Regions from separate parts of the Danio rerio genome. Here region 1 is linked to region 2. Evidence: chromatin contacts called from public HiCAR-type data. All regions are on one chromosome and are shown on one strand. The core of a region is the stretch at or near the end of the contact, and the rest is flanking DNA. Distances in the headings are between cores, read along the strand shown. Region 1 overlaps casz1 (castor zinc finger 1). Region 2 overlaps pex14 (peroxisomal biogenesis factor 14).

What was found. HiCAR-type assays count read pairs that join an accessible place to other places.
Region 1: a contact with region 2 is called in a HiCAR-type map of caudal fin, with 4 times the contacts expected there. The contact joins two enhancer-like sites. A contact is called at or near these places in 1 of 18 Hi-C or Micro-C datasets (caudal fin) and 1 of 4 datasets of contacts at active chromatin or transcription factors (caudal fin).

The regions. Positions count from the first base shown.
Region 1 is chr23:31,986,391-31,992,313 of GRCz12tu, forward strand. casz1 (castor zinc finger 1) reads right to left here. Exons shown (of 24, transcript XM_073939087.1): 6 at 1,633-1,695. Among named protein-coding and RNA genes, the nearest start is that of si:dkey-246i21.1, 200 kb to the right of the region's middle. Within about 2 kb of position 4,356, at least 5 of the 62 cell types and tissues checked have an H3K27ac peak or open chromatin away from gene starts, as enhancers often do. A contact at or near this core is called in caudal fin, where this site is marked.
Region 2 is chr23:31,771,535-31,777,796 of GRCz12tu, forward strand. The region is part of intron 2 of pex14 (peroxisomal biogenesis factor 14); the gene reads left to right. Among named protein-coding and RNA genes, the nearest start is that of pex14, 36 kb to the left of the region's middle. Within about 2 kb of position 2,092, at least 7 of the 62 cell types and tissues checked have an H3K27ac peak or open chromatin away from gene starts, as enhancers often do. A contact at or near this core is called in caudal fin, where this site is marked.

The DNA of each region.
Region 1 (5,923 bases), core at 3,106-5,605, 220 kb after region 2:
GCCAACTGCCCATGTGCACTCAGATCACCAGCTTTTTCTATCCCAGAAGACAACTGGTTTGAAGGCCCTTGCTTTAAATCCAAAGCATTCACCCTATGACTGAGTGCCCTTTGCAACATTAGTCAGAAAAAAAGGCACAAGAGCCACACCTGTTGTGCCAAACAACTGCTCTCTGAAAGGCTACACAAACACGTAACAAATTATACCAACTGAAAAGGAGGGAGGGGGGGTTGAAAAATATCCATAGCCACATACCAAATGCCGCATGGGAGGAGGTGGCTTTAAGGTTTCTCTCGTGTGGACACGAGCCTGTTAACGGACATCGATTCCATCGGGTCTTGGACTCAGAAATGTCATTTGTAGTCATCTTTTATCACAACTGTGTTCAATAACAGGCCTGCGTTATTAACAGCAGCACATACCCGTCGTGGATGACTGTGTCCATTCGCGTCCCTTCATTTTGCACTCGTTCTTGCATGATAATTACACGACTGATGATGTGAGTGATATCATTTTGTGCCGTAATCTCAGATTATTTCACGTTCAGTCAACCCAAAATCTAAAAGAAAAAGCAACAAGCTCTGAATGGTTACATTTTAGAGTTTTTGTAAAAACAAGGAGTAGGTTTTACAAGATTTACTTCTTAAAAATTTGACTTTTCGAATAAAGGTAATAGTGAGGTAAACAAATGGTATGAGAAGTATTGATTACCGAATACATTATCCCTTATACATTTGATTAAACTGACATTTTGCCTTCCCTAGAACTTGTTTCAAAACACAGGCATCAGAAAGACATACTGCATTGTTTAGCAAAGACTAGAGATTAGACCCTCATCCGTCAACACAAAATGCTCAAATCGCTCTAGACACAGTCCCGTCACAGTGCCGAGACAAGGGACTGAGCTACTCCTCTTCTCCTTTGATTTGATGCATGCTGACTGTTACACTAATGGCATTAATAAGGACAAAATTACTATTTTGAAACACTGACTTTTCATCTTCCTAATCTGTCTGGCCATGTCCCTGCCCCCAGCCCCTCCGTTACAGGACCTGCGGACGGGTAGACTTCCCATTGCTCGGTATGCCATGCAAATTGATTGCAACATTTTGAGAGGCCAAGAAGACTATGATCATTGAAATTTGACCCTCAGCTATTTTTAAGTGTTTGATTGAGATAGCAACTCATCCAGTTCAGCCAAGATTGGCCAGATAAGATTTCTCTTACTCGGGATATTCTTCCTACAGCACGCGTGGCAGAGGCCAGCACAACTGTGCACTTGGCTTGCAAAGAAAGCAGGTAGAAATATGCACGCATTTGCAACACAAACAAAGAAATATGGATACTTATATGTATTGTAATGCGCAAAGGGAGGGCTGGTCATGCTCTGCTAAGCTTTGAGCTCTAACATTGAGAGAAATGACACAGTATGATCAAGGACATGAATTGCTCATTGATTTTTAGCGCCAGCTTAACTATCCATTCCAATTGATTTTAGCCCGGCTGGGTTATGCGAGTTATGGCACTTTTAATGCATCTTCTATATGGCAGCTCACCACTGACAGAGAACGAATTTCAAAGCGCACACACACACACACACAAAAAAAAATGTTGATATGTAAAACAACTTGCCAAAACATGTTGTTTTCTCTTCTTCTATCTTTTCTCTTGCTTCAGCCCTCTCTCGCCCAGTTCCTGGTTGGGAAATATGCACATCATAAAAAGTGTACTTCAGTCTCTAATTATTGGGATATGTCAGTATTTTCACCTCAGAAAACCTTTGCTGATTACAAAATAGAGGCAAAGTGATATAACTCCGCCGAAATGTTAATTACAGCACATAACTGCTCTTTGTGAGCCGCTGAGAAAGCGCAGAACATTCTAGGTGCACAGGAACCAAATAAAACCTTTACTGCCTCAACATGCACACCACATACAGTATACATTTCAGGCTGAGAATATACAGCGCCTGCTTACCAGAAGTGAATCAAGTTTCCACCAAACACATACAGTCAAAATGTAAGAAAAAAAAGTATAATATTCTGTGTAAGAATGCTTTTTTCTGTGCTAGTTTATTATGCACCCGAATAATTAAGTAAAAAAAAAAACTTTCTTTCTAAGACAAAAACATGAAATAAACATAATTCCGAAGATTATTCTCTTCTTCTCTATCAGTGGTATTATATCATTTGCATCAATTATTAATTAAGCCTGGGTTTAGTGAAATAAGAGATAATGTGAGATATGCGATCCAATAGATGGGCTAAATGTCATCTGTCACAGAGAAACACGTTAAAATAGAGGCTCACTTTCCTGCGCGGGCTCAGCTTTCACCCTGGGGAGGGGAGATTTCTTTTACTTCTGCAAAACACCGCTTTCAAATATCATAAAGTCTATTACTATACACTCATTTCAGCCCTATTGGTTCAAGTGCCTATTTAGTATGAAGGACATTTCGTTCTGTTTTCAAGTGGGGTCAGATTGCACAGCGAACTGAAACCCTAAATTTCAGAACTAACATCTTCCTTTCTCTCATCCCACCTGAGACGACATATCTTTTCATTTCCCATACTAAGCCAGTGGCCCTCATGAGACAGGTTTAATGCAGATTTCAGTGGAAATGGGACGTGGCGAGCCTTTTTTTTTTCCAGAGCGGTAAGTGGAAGTAGCCACCAGCGCTGCGTCTGTAAGAGTGTGTGGGTCAGAATGAAAGACAGGCTCCCTGTTAAAGCTGCGAGAGCTTTCAGCTATGCGCTTGTTTCTCTCGGCCTCATTCATGCTGTGCCCGATGAGTGCAAACTGCACATTGATTCATTTCAACAGGATGACGGGCTGTGTGAGGGGAACGTGCTTTAAAATATTCTATATGATGTCAATGAAAGCAGAAGTTACAAACAAACATGTGCATAAATTATATTATTTTTATAATTAATTTGACAATAATGATCATAATGATGATAATGATGATGATGATAATAATAATAATAATAATAATAATATTTCTTCTTCTTTTTATTATTATTATTATTATAAACAATTATTCAATAACAATATATATTACCACGTGACAATTATACTTTCATTTTATTGTTTTTTTTTCACAGACACACCTTTTCTAAAAACACAAAAAACAGTAAAAAAAGTTTTAATTATTTGATAATAATAATAATAACAAAATTTATTTTAATTATTATTTTATAGTCATTCTTATAACAATTATTATTATTAATTAATATTATTATTATTATTATTATTTATTATCATTATTATTATGAGCAATTGTGCAGTAACAATATACATATCCACATGATAATAATTGCCTTATTATTGCTTTGTTTTTTTTCACAGACACACCTATTCTAAACACACAAAAAACAGAAGTAAAAAACACCCTCCAGTATTATTGACCCCATGATCATTCTCATTCGAAAAAGCGACTTTGCACTTGTGCATGTGTTTTGAATGACAGCATAAATACAACATTTCACTTTTCCTGTTGATTCACTCTTTTTGTGCCCAGCAATGATAAAGGCAGCACAAACCGTCTGCCAGTTACAACAGCAATGAGGCACGTCATGGAAAACTTTATGATCTCGTGTTCCTGTTAATCAAGGTTTGAAAAAAGCGAAGTCCTTCTCTCGTATTTACCTAAACCAGCTCACTTTGTGTAGCATTATTTTATGGGTTTGTTGTTCTAGCGTGAGGTATTATAACTTTGCATTCTTTCCCAAGGTCAGCTGCTGGCGTGACACACACAATATTTGCTTATGGGGCTTTTCAGGTCAGTTCTATTATATTTACATCAAATAATTTTTGATAAGGGATGTAAAAGATCTATAAAACTCTACCATAAATGGGAGAGGTGTAGTTTGGAAAAAAGTACAAAAGATCAACAGTGCTTTTTTTTCTCATATATCTTTGACACGTTGACATTTTTGTGCTGAACCTTGCCAAGCAATGCACCTAAACTAGGCCAGCAAAGTGGGCACCAGCTCTTGTTTCTGCCCAAAGTACCTGTCTCTTATCTCTACAGCTCTATAATCACTTAACAAAGACTCGGGCATTTGCACAAATTAAAACATCAATAATGCACGAGTGCTTTTCAGTTTCTGCCACACACACACCCCAGTGCTGGGGCAGCAGCACTCTCTCAAAATGTGCCACGCTTTCGCCCCGAGAGACCTCGAATCCAGTACCAACCCACACCCCCTCGATTCGGGAGGGGGAAACAAACGCAAAAGATGATCAGAGGAGGGCTTATTTTTTAAGAATGAGGGAAAGTGGAGCTTCAGTGTAAACAGCCAACACCCTTGAGTGGCGTACTTCCATAAACAACATCACCACGGCATGGCCACCGTTTGTCATTAGCGGTCTCGCTGTGAACACAGACATAGCTTTAATTCAGGCCTGGGATTCTGCCCTATCTTTACATATCTAAATCGGCAAAAGCAAGTCTCTTATTTACAGGGATGAGAGCGACCAAACTATCATAGTGAGATGAAATATTGCTTGTTAAATATGCACAAAAGGGGTCAAAACAAGTGCACTATGGGAGAAAAGGAAGAGAGGAAGGGTGGAGGAGAAAGCATTAAAACTTAAAGGGTCCGAAGATGGAGCCAGGAGGTGTGCCGTACGAGACGGTCCGCCGTTATGACATGAATCTTGTTCGCTGTCTTTGCGTACTATCCACATACCTCCAGGAATGTATAGTCTATACCTTAAATAGGAGATAACTATTCAAATACTGGAGGATTTGTAACGTGTGTGCTTGAGCCAAGTGTGCGTTAAGCACATTGGCAAATTCCTTCTATGGGCAAAAAAGATGTCAAAGACACAGAGGCTTTTAAGCAATTAAGTTGCTTTATTTTCCCCAACCATAATATTTTTTTCCAAACAGATTATTTCATGTTCAGAGCTAGTTTATCATTATTCCCCAGTTTTTTATTTATTTATTTTTTCCCTCTTATCCCGTTACCCTTGCAAACAATCCCCTTGTTAGCAAACTGTTAAGACAGGCGCTTGGTACACAAATTGCGCTCGACCAAGCGAATTTGTTTTGCAAGGATGACCTGTTTAATCATCTCATTTTCTTTTGCGGACGTTTATTCATCTGGTTTCCACGGTTACGGAGAACATTAAGGGGCTACAGTAATAAGGCTGGAGAGTCAAACAGGTAATAAAAAAATTAACGCCATTTTCCAGCAGCCGAGGACGCTCTCTGAAATGAATCAGGGGAGAGGGGAGCGCACACGCAGGTGAAAAGGGGCCTCCAATATTTCCAAACAATTAAGGGCCGGGTGGGTTATTTCACTCTGTAGAGAAGCTCAGATGGGCGTCCAATGGACATGACACTTTCAGAACAATCAGTGCTCTGATGTGCTGAAGTCATAATGTTCCCTTATTTATCATGAATCTCTGATTACTTATCAAGACAATCAAATCCATCTGAATTACGATTATTAAAATTTCTTCCCTCCTTTCCAAGATAAGATTACCTTTGGTTGCAGAAACACAGTTATGGGGACAAGTTATAAAACACTTAAAAAATTATTATATATATATATATATATATATATATATATATATATATATATATATATATATATATATATATATATATATATATAATGTAAACATTTGTTTTTGCAGATTGATTTATTACGATGACTGTATGGAAAACATTTTCTGTGTGAAATTATTCTTTGCCCTTTTTTCAAAGCCTAACAAGTCAGAATCTCTATCCCCAGTCGTCGACTTTGACAAATGTCTCCCCTTTGTACCAACCAATGAGTCTGACTATAAGCCAAATATAGAAAATTCCGGCACAATAAGCAGGACAGGTGTTGGAACCTCTTTGAAAGGGTCTGAGCTCACTAAGTGAGAACAAAATCCAAATATGGTATTCAAGGATAGCAGCGTACAG
Region 2 (6,262 bases), core at 842-3,341:
AGCTTCACCCTCATAATACAAATTTCCTATTCCACCACAACCCAAAGGTGCTCTATTGGATTGAGATCTGGTGACTGTAGAGACCATTTGAGTACAGTGAACTCATTGGCATGTTAAAGAAACCAGTCTGATGATGATTTGCACTTTATGACATGAAGCGTTATCCTGCTGGAAGTTGCCATCAAAAGATGAGTACACTGTGGTCATAAAGGGATGGACATGGTCAGCAACAATACTCGGGTAGGCTGTGGCATTGACAATTCTCATTTGGTACAAATGGTCCCAAAGTGTTCCAAAAAATATCCCCCACACCATTACACCACCAACACCAGCCTGAACTGTTTATACAAGGCAGGATGGATCCATGCTTTTATATTGTTGACACAAAATTCTGACCCTACCATCTGAATGTCGCAGCAGAAATCGAGACTCATCAGACCAGGCAATGTTTTTCCTATTTATTGTCCAATTGTGGCGAGCCTGTGCAAATTTTTGTCTGTTTTCTGTTCTTGCTGACAGGAGTGGCACTCTGTGTGGTCTTCTGCTACTGTAGCCCATCCGCCTTAAGGTTTGACATGTTGTGGATTCAGAGACGCTCTTCTGCATACCTCAGTTGTAACAAGTGGTTATTTGAGCTGCTGTTGCCTTTATATCAGCTAAAACCAGTCTGGCCATTCTACTCTGACCTCTGGCATCAACAAGGCATTTGTGCCCACAGAACTGCCACTCACTGGGTATTTTCTCTTTTTTGGTCAATTCTCTGTAAACCCTAGAGATGGTTGTGCATGAAAATCACAGTAGATCAGCAGTTTCTGAAATACTCAATCCAGCCTTTCGGGCACCAACCATGCCAAGTTTAAAGTCTTTTAAATCACCTTTCTTCCCCATTCTAATGCTCTGTTTGAACTGTAGTAGATCGTCTTGACAATGTCTACATGCCTAAATGCATTGAGTTGCTGTCATGTGATTGACTCATTTAAAATTTGCGTTAACAAGCAGTTAGACAGGTGTACCTAATAAAGTGGCCGGTGAGTGTATGTTTTGTAAATTTAAAGAAAAAAAGTTAAAAAGTAACTATTTTAAAACTCTACCATCTTTAACCTATTTTTCCCCTCATATATCTGGTGAATTCTTTTAGGGAAATCTGAATCCAGATTAGAAAAATTTCACCCACAACATAAAAATCATATTCCTAAATCAAACATAAAATAAGAATACAAACTTTTCATAATGTTATCGTCTTTACATTGTGGGAGCCCATTTGGACCCAACTGATCATCGATGTACTGTATGGACAAAACAGTCACATAGTCATACAGTTTTTAATGACATAAAGGGTGAAACTTTTTTTCATTTTGGGTAAAACTATTCATTTAAGGTGTGACTATAAAACCTCCCTTTTGAAAGCCAGTCTGATCTGTCAATCTTGTTTGAAGTTTTGCGTGTGATCAGATCCCTGCTTGTTCATTCCATTGTGTTTCGGTGTTTTTCATAGTTATTGTTGCTTGGGCAGGGTCAAGACAGTTTTTACGCAAGCTCTCCTGATTTATACACAGGTTTGAGAACAGGGCTGGGTGGCACAATCGCACCGCAGACATGCTTTGGGCAATTATGCAGTAAAACCTGTACATTCTGGCTGAACCTTTAGAAATGCTCGATTATTCTCGCAGACAAGCATTTCTCAGATTCTGTGGCTTCAGTTGAGTAACAGCAATTCTCTATATGAGTCAACAAGCATAAATCACTCAGCAACCCTTTTATTTTCTACCCCCTTCCAACCCATTTTGCAAGAAAAACAAAAGACAACTTTGGAAAAAAATGCAATTCTAAGTCAATGCAGTAATTAAAATGTTCTTGTTTATCTAGAAGCACACCCGAATTGGTGTTTTTAATAAAAGTTTGCCATGGTTCTAATCTGAACGTTGCATTAAACACTGCTCTTCCAAGTCATGTGATTCTGATTGTGGTCAGAGGATCTCTTTAAAAGCGAGCTCCATTGTCGTCTAATCATTCCTGACAGCTCTGACTATCTCAGCCTGTGAGGCCTGTCGGTTCACACGGACGAGCCCCCACCTCAATTGTGCCGCGCTTCTCCTTTCAACCAGTAGATGGTGGTATTCATCTTTTGAGCTGTGCATGGGAGACCAGGTTGCCCTGTCTTTGTCTCTTTCCTTCTCTGATCTTACTTTAAACTTTCTATTCCCCCTTTCCCGCCCCCTCCTACACCAACTATCTGCATTTGTTTCACTTAAACCTCTCCATCCACTTCTGCGTCCATTAAAGCCATTGAGGAGAGGGTCACCAATTCCTCTGCTTTTTGAAGACTGCAAAACTGTTGATCCGCAACGTGCAATAAGCATTGAATACGAGCCGTCGTGAGATGATAATGTCACCAGAATGTCACAATCTGTCTGCCACTGTCATATTGTGCTTATGCCTAATCAACTAACCACAGGCAAGCACATTTCCCTTTTAATTGTCAGTGTACTGTTTAGTGAAAGAGATGGTGGTGTAAAATTGTACTCTCTGATTTTGCGTGCATGTTTATGTGGGCTTATGGGTAGGCTGGCATCTGGAGAAGAGCGAGAAGACACTCGTCAGGGTTATGGCAGTCGTAGCTGACAAGAAGGCTCTTCCGTCGTCTCCATAAACCCTGCATTGTGCGTTTTGGACATGAGTGCGGCGTTGTTGCCATTGGTGCTGTTTTCATTTTGCTTCAATTAGCTAATTGGATGTGAAGGGTGGTAGTGTCTCTGAAATTGAAGGACAAGGATCCAGCGTCGGGTTTAAGACCGCCTTTGTGTTTATCTATGAGCCAGATCGCAACGTGTTATTAGGATGTGGCACCAAGTCATGATAGGCTGCTATTAATTTATGCTTCGTTTCCTTTAGATTGTCTTGAAATCGGATGTTTGTTTTGTTTCCCTTTGGTTTTGTTATAAATTGTGCTGGTATTAAGAGAGAGAGAGAGTGTGTGCGTGTATGTGTGTGTGTGTGTGTGTGTGTGTGTGTGTGTGTGTGTGTGTGTGTGTGTTTATGCTGGGTTCATTTGCAACTTGGAGACATTTTGCACGGCCTGTCACCGAATGTCATCATTGACTGTAAAAGTAGAGAAAAAAAATGCCTCAAATTACAGGAAAGCAGCACTGCATTAAAGAACAAAGAGGATCGATGGCAGTACATTAAACTTTATACAATTGGGGGGGGGAAATCAACTAATTAAAATTGATTACTCTTGCTTTGTAAAAGTGTTTCTGAATTAAATTATTGTATGAAAACATTTTGACCAATTGAGGAGCTGAGGAAGTATCCATTACTGGATTACTGCTGGAATATTTGCGGTGAGCCGGGCTAAGTACTGCCCCCCCACTGCTGATTCCAGGGGCCACAGTTTCATCGTTCTGTCTATTTCTCTCTCATATATGCATATTTCACGCTATTATTTTTAGGAATGTCCCAAAATAATGTTTAAAACTGTGTGTGAATTTATTTATATATATATATTAAAATATATATATATATATATATATATATATATATATATATATATATATATATATATATATATATATATATATATATATATATATATTTTAATATTATTAGCGGAATGTGCTTTTATAATTTAAGCAAATCCACCACCATTTACTCATATCTATTTTTCAACAAAAACCACTTGAATGAATCATGTGAAAATTACTAGTTTTTTTGAGTGATAGATGTTGAATTTAATATTATTAGCGGAATGTGCTTTTATAATATATGCAAATAAATCACCATTTACTCAAATTTATTAATGAAATTTACTCATTTATAAAATGTAAAATATATAATTTATAATGAAATACATACACAATACATTTTTGCCAAATATCATTTTATTACACGTTCCACTGATTAAAAAAAATGGTACAATATGTTAAACAAATCTATATAAAGTTTACAGCAATGTTAATCTCTGATAAAAATTCTGAAAAAAATGTTCTTTTGTTCAACTTTCTTTTGTAGGAATATTCACAATGACTTCCCTATTTACCCTAACTTGCCTAGTTAACTTAACTAACTAACAATTCTGACTTATAGCTGTATATAGTCATTATTTTAAAAGCTCAAGCTGACCTTTTAGATGATAAGCTTCACTTATTTTATTTTATCTTTTAAGTATGACACTTAAAGTAATTAATAAATGTTACTATTTATTAGAGCTGCATGATAAATTGTTTCAGTATTAATATAGCAATGTGCACATCCGCAATAGTCACATCGCAGGATCTGCTTTGTTAAGTTGTGACTATGGTTTAGGATTATAAACTGTATAGTATATCGGGTTCATATAGCCACACAGTTCAAAATACATGAGATTTGTGGAGTTACTGCAGACTTTAAACATAATGGAGTAAAAGTTTATCATTTGCACACTTTTAGCCTCTAAAAGAGTTTAAAGCATTCTGGCACATGAAATTTTACCATTTGTAGCTTCAATAAAAAAAGAAAAATCACTGAACTATTTTAACAGTAAAGACGTTGTGGTGTTATTTTATATTTGATTTTTCCAATTTCTGTAGCTGAATAAAATTTGACTATATAGAAAGCACAACATAAAAAAAATTGCTGTTGTATTTATCTATGCTTATAATTTGTTTATTACAAGTCATGCATCATTCACTCCCCTACAGAATTATCCCAATCAATCTAAAATGTATAAATTATTCCCTAATAGAGCTATTCAAGTCATCCGGTGAAATTGTATAGATATTGCAATATATACCACAGAAATACAAAATATCGCAATGTCAGATTTTTCCAATATTCTGCAACCCTACTACTTATTAATCAGTATTAATAGAACTGCCCAAACTGGCTTTGTATATCTGCATATGTATAGATTTGAAGTCAGAATTATTAGCCCTCCTTTGAATTTTTTTCTTTTTTGAACTATTTCCCAAATGATGTTTAACAGAGCAAGGACATTTTCACAGTGTGTCTGATAATATATTTACTTCTGGAGAAAGTCTTATTTGTTTAATTTCAGCTAGAATAAAAGCCATTTAAATTTTTTTAAAATTAGTTTTAAGGTCAATTTATTAGCCCTTTTAAACTAATTTGTTTTGATAGTCTACAGAACAAACCATCGTTATACAATAACTTGCCTAATTACCCTAACCTGCCTAGTTAACCTAATTAACTAGTTAAGGCTTTTTAATGTCACTTTAAGCTGTATACAAGTGTCTTGAAAAATATCTAGTCAAATAATATTTACTGTCCTCAAAGATAAAATAAATCAGTTATTAGAAATGAGTTATTAAAACTGTTTTAAACGAGGGCTAATAATTCAAGCGGGCTAATAATTCTGACTTCAACTGTGTATGTATATACATTTTCAGCATACAGTATATGACTACACCCCTGTCAAATCTATCTTTTAAATGAATGTTTTTAATAGGAAGCTATATTATATTTGTGCATATACATTAGATTAGTCACTACTGAAGCCAAATGTGGAGCTGATAACAAAATAACTTACGATAACAGCTTATATTCACTAAGAAATGTGTAAAAATACTCAAATTCAAAATGGGGTGTACTCAATTATGCTTAGCCGTGTGTGTGCGTAAGCATGTGTGTTTACATATATCTATAATATTAATAATGTAAATTATATATATATACATATATATATATATACATAAAGCAGAATTTGACCACATATTTTACATTCTTTTAAGTGACTGAGAATTTGACAGTTGGACTTCAAGATTCTATAGCTTTCGATATGAGACAATTGTTTTTATTACTTAAAAAGTTGCAAAAACTTGCTTTATTTTTAAAAAATCTTTTAAAGTATAATTATACATATGCAGAATTCTGTCTTCCATCAAGAACCCCTTGTACAGGATTCAAACTTACAAAGCTGTTTTTAAAATGAATATATTTAGGATTTTATTGTTAGTCTTTTTCCTTCTCTCCTTGTAAATTTTAGGTAAAATCAATTCCCCAAATGGCTATTTTTTTGTATTTATTTATTTGTTTATTCATTTACAAGACTGAATTAGCCATGTGAAATAGTCTGTCTTCTATCGAACAATTCGTTGAGCCGGCGAAATGTGTCGGAAGTGTAATTCCAGCACCACAGTCACTTTGACTCTCTCATTAGTGGAAACAAATGATCACATAAGAAAGCTGGACATATCTCCACACAGTTAATAATAACGATTAAGATAAATTTGCCCCACATTAACAGAAATGTTTCCAGCAAATGCTT